Regions from separate parts of the Mus musculus genome. Here all the other regions are linked to region 1. A link is a contact called in public HiChIP or PLAC-seq and promoter capture Hi-C data. All regions are on one chromosome and are shown on one strand. Each heading gives the region's core, a stretch centred on a gene start, on an enhancer-like site or on the middle of the called end of the contact. The rest is flanking DNA. Distances are from core to core; before and after follow the strand shown. Region 1 overlaps Frmd4b (FERM domain containing 4B). Region 2 overlaps Frmd4b (FERM domain containing 4B). Region 3 overlaps Frmd4b (FERM domain containing 4B).

Region 1 (3,263 bases), core at 441-2,940:
GTGTTCGAATTTAAGGAATTTGACCTTCCGAGAATGTAATCCAATCAACACCCACCTCACCTGGTGGATTACCCACTGTCATCCGTCAGATTAGAAAGCCAGTGTCTTGCTGGGAAGACAGAGGGCCATTGATTCCTGAGCTCAGCCTGGCTTCTCTTTGATTTTATAATCAGTTCCTAGAGATTGTGGGGGAGCTTTGAATTCCAGGGCTTGGGATCCGTGAGCTCTTGAACAAAACCTTTGAAGCAGCTCTTTCTGCCTTGGGTTTCAGAAGGGAGGACCCACTGGGTCTTGATGGGTGAATTAAGTTGGTTTTTTTTCCTAATATAAGGGAACTGATAATATAATTATCACTGTTAGTGTAATACCCTGGGGATTTCCGTTCTCTTCTTTGTTTTTGTTTTTGGTGTTTTAATGGGGATGGAAGCGGGAGAGCTTACAGGAGAGCTCACGGGAGAGCTTACGGGAGAGCTCACGTCAGGACAGCTTCACAGAGCTGCTTCTCTCCCTCAACTCTTGAGTCCCAGGGCTGGAGCTCAGATCCCGGGCTTGCTTACCTCCTGATCTGTCTCACCAGCTCTGGTTCCCCCTTGTCCTTTGCATTCTGTCGGAGAACTCTAACCAAGTTCATGCTGGGAGAAAAAACTTCAATCTTTCCAGAAACCCTCACAAGTATAACGCCCTGTGTAAACATCCTATTGTGCACTGGCTTGAAACTATTTAATGACTCCCCGTGATGGATTTGGAATAAACTAACAAATGCTAGCGCTCCAGTTCAACAGATAAAAGGGAGGAAGAGAAAGTACCAGGCAATGCCCAGGCCTTTAAACACTGTGTGCTTCCAAGCAGTGAGGCTTGCACTTAGCAGGATGGGCTTCGGGGGCATTGTTTCTGCCCGTGTTGAACCTTGCAAGGTCATGTGCCCTGACCTTAAATTCAGAGTTCCTCTACACCTGCTTACGGTTGCAATATTACACGGTGCTGCACTGCCATTTACATATGTCACACATGTAAAGGAGTGAAGGTGCACAGGAGTGTTTAACCCACACTTAAGCATGTCTCAGGACCAAACAAACAACCAAACAACAACAAAAAAATCAGTCTTGTCAATCAAACCCTAGGACTCCAATTTTCCCTGGGATCCTGAAACATGGAGAAGTAAAAGGATGGGGAAATGATGACTGTGAGTTCATCAAACCTTCAGAGCTACAGAACGCTAGACCTCGCTTTCCCTGCTACTGACGTTTAAGACTTCTCAGTTTAGCTAGGATGGCATGACTAGTCACTCCATCGCATGCTCCTGACAATGAAGTGAAATTATGTCTTAATAACGTCTGCCCATGTGTATGCTGAAGTAACCGTGCTGTGACTCAGAGAGGGGAGATTATCTCAGGGAAACCCACAACAAACAAATATAGAAAAATCTGCAGACCTTAAACATTAATTTGCAAGAGGTGAAAGAAAATTAGTCAAGTATATTCATTTAAAAATTGTCAGAATTTTTTTGCCTCAAAGTTACTTATCTTTTCTAAGCAAAATGTCCCTACCCAGTGAACAGAGAGAGAGAGAGAGAGAGAGAGAGAGAGAGAGGAGAGAGAGGCTCTTCCGGTCCTTCCTATCCCTCCCTGAGGTCTCCCTGCTCACCCCCCTCCCTTGCAGTGGTATGGTCTGCATTTGACCGTAAAGTGGAGGTGCCAAGCTGTGACAGATTCTTCAGCTCCACAGCCACTCGCTCCAGCCCAGGGTCGACTGCACTCAGTGATATTCTCCTCTTCCACCCACAGGGGCAAATTGAAGTAGACAGTGAGACCATCTTCAAGTTGGCAGCCCTGGTTTTGCAGGTAAGGGTTCACTCGCTGCCTCTAACCAGCTCCCTTTTGTTCCTTGGTTTCTTGCTAACTGTCTGCAACTGTAAAACTTTTCCGTCGAGCCAGAACCTGATGGATTTTTCAAACCAGTAAATGGCTTATCAGTGAAAGATATGGCCTGCTGATTTCTCTTTTTAAAAATTATTTGCATGAACCAGCATGTGATAGTATTTTTCTAAGACATAATGAAGTTTAGACTGTACTAAGGGAACGGAGTTCTGACCGTATTCCTGGAAAAGGACTCCCAGTCACTTGAACTCCGGAGGCAGCAGTTGTTAGAACAGCTGTAATTTTCATTTAAATTTAGCAACTTTTTTTGTACACGTTTTCTTGAGGTTGTGTAAAGAGACCTTTAATTCTTAAAGGCACTGGCAGCTGAAAAGCAAAGTCATTTCCTGAACTTGTTTAAAAAGTAAATAGTGTGTGTGTTGATTTACCTGGGTCAGAGTCTAAAAAGTGTGGCACTTTAGTGCAAATGTATTTATCCTGTGAACTTAGATATGCCACAGCGATTATCGGTACTTCTGCATATATATATATGAAGAATATATAATATATAAAATATATTTGTATATTAGTCTCTTGTGTTAAGGGTAAGACACATCTCATATATACGTGTATTTTCTTACCAATAGTGGCCTGTGGGCGGTACTCCTTAACCACCTTTCTTAACAGAAAGCTCTGGTCTCTGTGAAGGGGAAAATAAGCAAGAATAAATCATTCACTGAGCTTAGCATAAATACATATTGATCATGTCTTTATTTTTATTTCAGGAAAGCAAGGGAGATTATACCAGGTAACGATTTCTTTTCTGATGTTACTGTGTAGAATGGGGCTCTCCAGTTGTGGAATGAGTTATTTTAAATAATAATGGACACAAAAGCAAAAGAAAGCCTATTTGAGACTGGCTGCTCAGATCTCCCTCTTCCTTCCCGGAGAAACCTGCTCTTTTTGTGAATGACTCTCAGAACGAAACTTTCTCACAGTGTTTCAGGGCAGAGTGACAGGAAACCATAGTTAGAAGCCCTCCAAAGTTTCCAGTATTGTAGTATCACGTTGGTTACCGAGACGAAGAAAACTGTGAAAAGCTTTGCTAACTGGTGCGGTGCTTTTTTTTTGGTAAGCATATAATGATGGTGTGTGTAAGGGGTTCTAACATATGCAGAAACAGATTAAATCCATCAGCTGCTTAGTTAAGGGATTAATAGGGCCTTTCTTTGCAGCTGCCCTGAAGGGACCTCACCCTTCATACACTTGACCCAGCAGCCGCATTGCTGCTGCGCTGACACTAGGGTTAAGTGTCTCGCTGGCCACATCAGCAGAGAGTGTGTGGGTTTTCACCCCTTCCCGTGCTCTCTCTTCTGTGCAGTGGTTGTAGGTAGAGAAGTGGGAACT
Region 2 (3,263 bases), core at 257-2,756, 110 kb before region 1:
TTGTCATGTTGATGTCCTTGATTGAATAAATGACCTTGGTCATGAATATTGGTTTTGTACCATAATAGAACAAACATCCTTCCAATGCAAGAACACACAGGCTATAGGATCTAAGAGACAATCCTGATTAAAGGATCCAGCCAGAAGCCAAGGCCTTCAGGAACCACAGTAGATGCCTTAGAAACACAGTCAGCAAGCTGGGTGGTCTGAGAATTGATGGGCTAAACAGCTCCACATCTTCAGTAAATAAATAACAATGGGGGTACCTATAGATTACCTAAAATCTAAGAGAAATGTGGGCCTGTGTCAAACTATGGTTTCTGTTTTTGGATATTATGTCCAACAAAGTGGGTTTGGGGAGGAGTGAGGCCACCCATGGTAGTATACACCCTTAATCCCAGCACATTCTGTAGGCAAAGACAGACAGATCTCTGTGAGGTCAAAGCCAGTGTTTCTACATAGATAGTTCCAGAATAGCTAGGGCTTATATAGAGAGATAGAGAGACCCTGACTCAGACAGAGAAGAAGAGGGAGACGGAGATGTAAGGCGAGAAGGAGAGGGAAAGAATTGGAAACAGATGCAGTCAAATACATTTATAATCCTAGTACTCCAGAGGCTGGGGCAGGGTAGTCATGAGTTTGAGGCCAAGTTGTACTACATAGTGAGACCTTGACCCAAAAATAAGCAAATAAGGAACATTATCAATCAATTGGAAATCTGAACTCTTAACAGATATGTGAAGATAGTGAGATTTTTTTTCTTTTAGTTATCTGGGTTTATATTTAAAAACAATGTCATGATCTTTTATATTGAAATCTTTACAGACAAAATTACCCAGAGTTGTAGATTTGGTTTACAATGACCCAGAGGACAGAAAGGAGGGAATAATAAAGAGAGTGGCTCTTAACCTTTCTAATGCTGTGACCCTTTAACACAGTTTCTCATGTTGTGGTGACCCCCGCCCCCGCCATAGAATTATTTCATTGCTACTTCATAACTGTAATTTTGCCCTATGAAGCGTACTGTAAGCATCTGATAGGCAGGATATCTGCTATATGACCCTGCGGGGGTCGAGAGCCACAGATTTGAGAACTACTGATTTAGATGTCTCAAGAGTGGCCAGATTAAAAGGTGTGTGCAGAAACGGATACAGTGAGTGATGCCAGTTCAGCCACTGTGTGTACCCTAAATAAAGTCTTCCTTCGTTAAAAAAAAATCATTTTAGATAGGAGTAACTCTAACTTAAGGCTAGCCTGGCTATATAGAGAAGACCCCTGTGTCAGAAGTAGAGGAGGAAGAGGAGGAGGAGAGGGGAGAGGAGGAGGGGTAGGAGAAAGAGGAGGGGATAGTTTTTTTTTTTCAAAGCACTGCAAATGGGCAGAGAAAGGGGAAACCGAAACAGAACAAAAAAAATCAGATTCTGCAGAAAGCCAGGAAGGAAGTGAGATTGAAGGCTGCGTGGAAGGTCATGCCACTTTCTTCGCATTGTCTGTGCAACCTCTGTGAAAGTCCCTGCTTGGGAATCCGGACCCTGGGTGCAGAGTCCGTTTTCTTACCCCCAGCTGGGAGGCTCCTAGCACTGAGTGCTCTGGGTCTCTGTCCCTGTGTGTGAAGTGGACTTCAAACACGGTGTTCAAAGGCCTCTTTGTCTTTATTTTTCCAAACATGAGGAAGTTATTAGATTTTACAGTTTGTGTCCAGTGCCGCACGTGCCTTTGGCCTCTTGCTGTAAGACAGTCCTGAGAAGCCCGGATGCCTGCCGCTCTCCCCCAAGCTTTTCACCTCGGCTTTTCCATTTGTGGTTAAGAAAGCAAGAACCCGCCCTGTGCAAGAAAGTTCCCTCTTTTTCTGCCTGGAGGAGAACATGAGTAACAGATTTTTCCATCGGAGCTGTTTTTCCTGGACACGGCGTACTGTCCAGTCCAACGGTTGTAGCATGTGATCGCAGGGAGACCTTAAATAAACTTTCAGTGTTATCAGCCCCAGTTTTAGGAACTTATGAATTCATTTTCTGTAGTTGGTGATTTTCCTTTTTAAACAGAAGTTCTTTTTCATTCAGTAGCTGCTGAGAGCTTCCCAGGTGCCATACTGCGTAGCCCTGAGCATAGTAGACACGCTTTATGCTCAGCCCACGTCCCTGCAAGCAGCTGCCTTGGGCAGGGTCCTTGGCCCTCATTTTTATCATGACTTGTGGTCATAGTCCTTGCCTCTCCTGCTCAGCACAATGCCAGGCAGAGAGTCCCTATGCAAAAGGAAAACACACAACTCCTTATTCAACAAGAGTCAAGCATGGCAGGACCTGTAACTCCCATATTTGGGAGGCAGAGGGAGGGAGGGTCACGTGTTCAAGACAAGACGTTTGAGACTCTGTCTCAAAAATACAAGGGCTGGAGATGTACTTGACAAGTAGAACATTTGCCCAGCCAACACACAGCCCTTAGTTTGAGCCCAATCAACACAAAATAATAACAATAGTATTAAGAAGTGTAATGGAAAAAAAAGAAGAAGAAGAAGAAGAAGTATAATGGCTGGGTGGTAGTGGAGCATGCCTTTGATTCCAGCACTTAGGAAGCAGAGACAGTCAGATCTCTAAGTTCAAGTTCAGCCTGGTCTACAGAGTGAAGTCCAGGATAGCCAGAGCTACACAGAGAAACTATCTCAAAGGGGGGAAAAGAGCCGTGGTAAAGAAGAAACACATCAAGCATGAGGTCCTAATGAGTCTGGGATCCTGTGCAACCACAATGCTAATCTGAACACCCATAATACCAGCTCTGGTGCCTGGCACCTTGTGAAGAACCAATGTCATAGTCCTTGTCATGAACGAAAACTTAAGAAATGAGCACTCCACGTGGTTGTCGATTGCCATCAATGAAGAACAGAAGACAGTATGTATGGAAGAGATGCTTGTCCCAGACAGTCAGGTTTCAGATCCGGTGGCTGCTTCTCTCCTCCAGGGCCACAAAGTCCAATCAGTTGAGGCTTGGACCATGATGTTTTCCAAGCTGATTTCTGATTTCCCTACAGCACCCCTGTGTGTGTGTGTGTGTGTGTGTGTGTGTGTGTGTGTGTGTGTGTGTGTGTTTGCTGCCTGAGCACATTTGAACTGAACCAAACACATTCTTGGGACTGAAATCTGAAGGGAAGTACTCCTCTCTTTACTGCAAAGCTTGCTGCCATTTAGGAGTGCAGCTCATCACTTAGTTATGGCAGATGGCTTGGTGCTTCTCCAAGCTGTTGGTTTTGAAAGATGGTGACACATGGC
Region 3 (3,263 bases), core at 502-3,001, 93 kb before region 1:
CTGAGGTAGAAAGAAGATAGGGTGGGAAAAACCCCAAAGGAGATCTGTGTGGGTACAGTGCAGACAGAGAATGAAGGAAAGTGGGTACAAACCGGGGAAAGGGATGAGATTGTGTAAGGGATGGATGTGACCGAGATCAGCTCCAAAGCTAACCTTGCCCTTTTCTCAAGAAGACTTTCCCAGACGTGCATGAAGACGTAGAGAGGTGTTCCTCAGGTCTGACTGAGGGATTTGAGATGGACGTAATGCATATATTGGGAGCATGCAGCCTGCAAGTGTTTTTACTTAATGTTCTGTCATGTGCCAGCAATGTCCATCCCAAACCAACTGTATTTGTATTTTGGTGGTCTACAGAATGGTGTTTTCTTAATGGTTCATGAAGCTTCATGTTCCCGTGGCCATTTCAGCCCTTAGTAATGATCTTGGTGGACAGTAAAGTCTGGGAACTGTGCTCAAAACTGTGCACACCTTCTTTGCCTCTGTCATCTTTTATGTCTGTAAGATAAAAAATAAAAACAGACTTACAGGAATTAAATGATTTGCTCCGAGGTCTCATCAGCTTCTGTGAGAATCTGTGCGAATGATCAGACAGGAATGAAGATATTCTAAGTAGCATTGTGTATGTCTCCTTTTGCCTATCAGGCGACTGAGACAATGGAGCCCAAACAATTGGAATTTCCCCAGAAATCTTATCCTGGGAGATAGAAAAGTCTGGAAGTCTGGTGCCAGCCAGACAGGGAGCTTGTCTCCCAAAAAGAGGTTTCATGTTGTTTTGATAATTCGTCAGACCCCCTTGCGGGAGAGATGGAGCCAGGGCAGTGGTAATGGGTAGTCCTTGGCCTGGACTACCTGGTTCTGCATATCTTTTAACCCAGGGTTAATGCTGGGACCATTTAATATGGTTCCTCATGCTGTGGTGACCACTAACTAGAAAGTGTTCATTGCTACTTAATAACTGTAATTTTGATACTGTTAAAAATTGTAACATAAGCAATGCGTGATGGCACACGCCTTTAATCCCAGCACTCGGGAGGCAGAGGCAGGTGGATTTCTGAGTTCGAGGTCAGTCTGGTCTACAAAGTGAGTTCCCAGACAGCCAGGGCTACACAGAGAAACCCTGTCTCGAAAAAACAAACAAACAAACAAACAAACAAAGAATTGTAACATAAATATCTGTTATGCAAGATATCTGATATGTGACCCCTGTGAAAAGTCATTAGATGCCCCCAAAGAGGTTACAGGTTGAGAACTACTGTCTTCTCCTCTGTTTAAGCCTAAACCTTGTATTAAGGACCCTAAAATCTGGTATAGGGGTCACTGGCTCTCTTTGCTCCTTTTCCCATGTGGCCACACTGGGAGAATCTCCTCTGTCAGTTTTCTACAATTACCTAGTTTACTTACTTGGCCTACTGAGATGGGCAGCCAAGCCTCATCGATGCCAGGGCCAGACTGGTACATTAGTCTTAGACACCTGCTAGCCTGGTGCTTACCCCTACATCGCCATGCCTCCCCAGAGAAAACACTTCATACTTTACAAGCATAACGCCACTCCAGAGTCATCAAACTGACCTAAAAACTTAGATTTAACATTAAGTTTCACTCTCTGGGCCCTGCCAGTTAAATCCCACAGCTGGAGGGTGGGGTGGGGCGTGGAAATGAAAGGAAATTGAATAGAACACAGGGTACCGTCCTCTGACCTGAGGCTGCCTTGTAAGCATGTCACAGAGCTACCAGACCGCAAAGATACTGAACTAGCTTGCTGGCTCACTGGATTAGGTCATGCTGACTCAACTAAGGGGACTCTGTCAGAGAGGTGTGGGGTGTGGGATGTGGGATGAATGTGTGTTCAACTTTAACAAGCAAAAGTTTGGAAGGAAGAACTGGAGGCCAGATCAAAATGGTTTTAGCATTTATCAGGCGCTTACTATGCACTTTGGTATCTGTGAACATTTAAATTGAGCTTAGCATGAGTGTGCTGAGTGCCTTACTAACATTCACTGCAATTTGTTCAACAGCCTTGCAGAGTTACTAGCACAGCCTCTTCCTCCTCCTTCTTTTTACCTTTGAAGTTTGTTTTTAAAGAACAGCATTACTAAGACAGGATTCACAGGCATTACACATCACCCAGTACAATCCAGTGGTTCTTAGCAGCTTGCACGCTGTTCTCCCGTTATGCAGATGAGGATCAGTTGCAAAACTTTGTAGATTGCTTCCCTCTCTCCCATTGTTGCCCACCTCCAGTCTCATCTTCCAGTAGCTGGACTCATCTTATATAAATACAAATATCCCCAGATTGCCTCCTCCATGCCCCGGAGCTTCCAGCAGCTTTGCCTTGCACTTGTCATAGGCACCACAATCTCTGTGGCCTAAGTGAACGTTCTAGCTCAGTGGCTTCAGTCCTGAACACGGATCGGAGTTAGAGCATGCAGGAAGCCTTGTGGAAAGAGGTCACAGCTGCATCATGAGTATCTACGTTTGTTTCGAGGCAGGGTCTCATTTTTCCCAGGCTAAGCTTTATCTAAGTGGGTAGCCAAGGGTGTCCTTGCATGCTTACCTACTGAAATGCATCCCCGCACCAATTCTGAGTTTCTAACTGTATGGTTGGTCTAGGAGACAGCCTTTGAGTACAACTGATGAACCTGAACCTCTCATGACTCTTGTATCTACTCCACTCTTCATTGGCCTTACTCTAGTCACACTTTCCGCCATTGCTTTCTTAAGCCAGGCAATCTCTGTAGGTGACTTGAGTGCCTAAGAATATAAAAATTGCTTCTTGTGGGGATAGAGAAAAGATTGAAATCGTACAGAGCTTAGTTCTGCCTTAGAGATATAGACTGTGTCTGTGATATTAAAATTTCACAGGAATGAACTATTTAGGGGGCAGGGAAGCAAATTTTTTTAAAAAGATTTATTTAATTATTTTATGTATATGAATATACTGTAGCTATCTTCAGACACACCATAAGAGGACATTAGATCCCATTATAGATAGTTGTAAGACACGGTATGGATGCTGGGAATTGAACTCAGGACCCCTGAAAGGCATCCAGTGCTCTTAACCACTGAGCCATCACTCCAGCCCTGGGAAGCAGATTTTTCTGATGGCTATAATGAGAGAAGGAAGGAAGAAAGGAAGGAAGGAAGGAAGGAGGGAGGGAGGGAGGGAGGGAGGGAGGGAGGGAGGGAGGGAGGGAGGGAGGTAGAAGCCTTGTGCAGTAGTGTCTTGAACTAAGCAAGTTTTTGTCTCAAGGCCTCTGTGCATC

The links. HiChIP or PLAC-seq counts read pairs in DNA pulled down with a chosen protein or histone mark. Capture Hi-C pulls out chosen DNA fragments and counts their contacts.
Region 2: a promoter capture Hi-C map of liver shows a contact between it and region 1. The contact joins two enhancer-like sites. A contact is called at or near these places in 2 of 115 datasets of contacts at active chromatin or transcription factors (effector CD8 T cells and memory CD8 T cells) and 2 of 9 other capture datasets (adipose tissue and liver).
Region 3: a contact with region 1 is called in an H3K27ac HiChIP or PLAC-seq map of extraembryonic endoderm stem cells. The contact joins two enhancer-like sites. A contact is called at or near these places in 3 of 115 datasets of contacts at active chromatin or transcription factors (CD8 T cells, extraembryonic endoderm stem cells and memory CD8 T cells) and 3 of 9 other capture datasets (adipose tissue, liver and pancreatic islet).

What each region holds. Positions count from the first base shown.
Region 1 is chr6:97,352,583-97,355,845 of GRCm38.p6, reverse strand. It overlaps Frmd4b (FERM domain containing 4B), which reads left to right. Exons shown (of 23, transcript NM_001346637.1): 6 at 1,785-1,841; 7 at 2,642-2,664. Among named protein-coding and RNA genes, the nearest start is that of Gm32191, 100 kb to the right of the region's middle. Within about 2 kb of position 1,690, at least 79 of the 459 cell types and tissues checked have an H3K27ac peak or open chromatin away from gene starts, as enhancers often do. A contact at or near this core is called in CD8 T cells, extraembryonic endoderm stem cells, liver and 1 more, where this site is marked.
Region 2 is chr6:97,462,589-97,465,851 of GRCm38.p6, reverse strand. All of the region lies in intron 1 of Frmd4b (FERM domain containing 4B), which reads left to right. Among named protein-coding and RNA genes, the nearest start is that of Frmd4b, 24 kb to the left of the region's middle. Within about 2 kb of position 1,506, at least 108 of the 459 cell types and tissues checked have an H3K27ac peak or open chromatin away from gene starts, as enhancers often do. A contact at or near this core is called in liver and memory CD8 T cells, where this site is marked.
Region 3 is chr6:97,445,664-97,448,926 of GRCm38.p6, reverse strand. The region is part of intron 1 of Frmd4b (FERM domain containing 4B); the gene reads left to right. Among named protein-coding and RNA genes, the nearest start is that of Frmd4b, 41 kb to the left of the region's middle. Within about 2 kb of position 1,751, at least 77 of the 459 cell types and tissues checked have an H3K27ac peak or open chromatin away from gene starts, as enhancers often do. A contact at or near this core is called in CD8 T cells, extraembryonic endoderm stem cells and memory CD8 T cells, where this site is marked.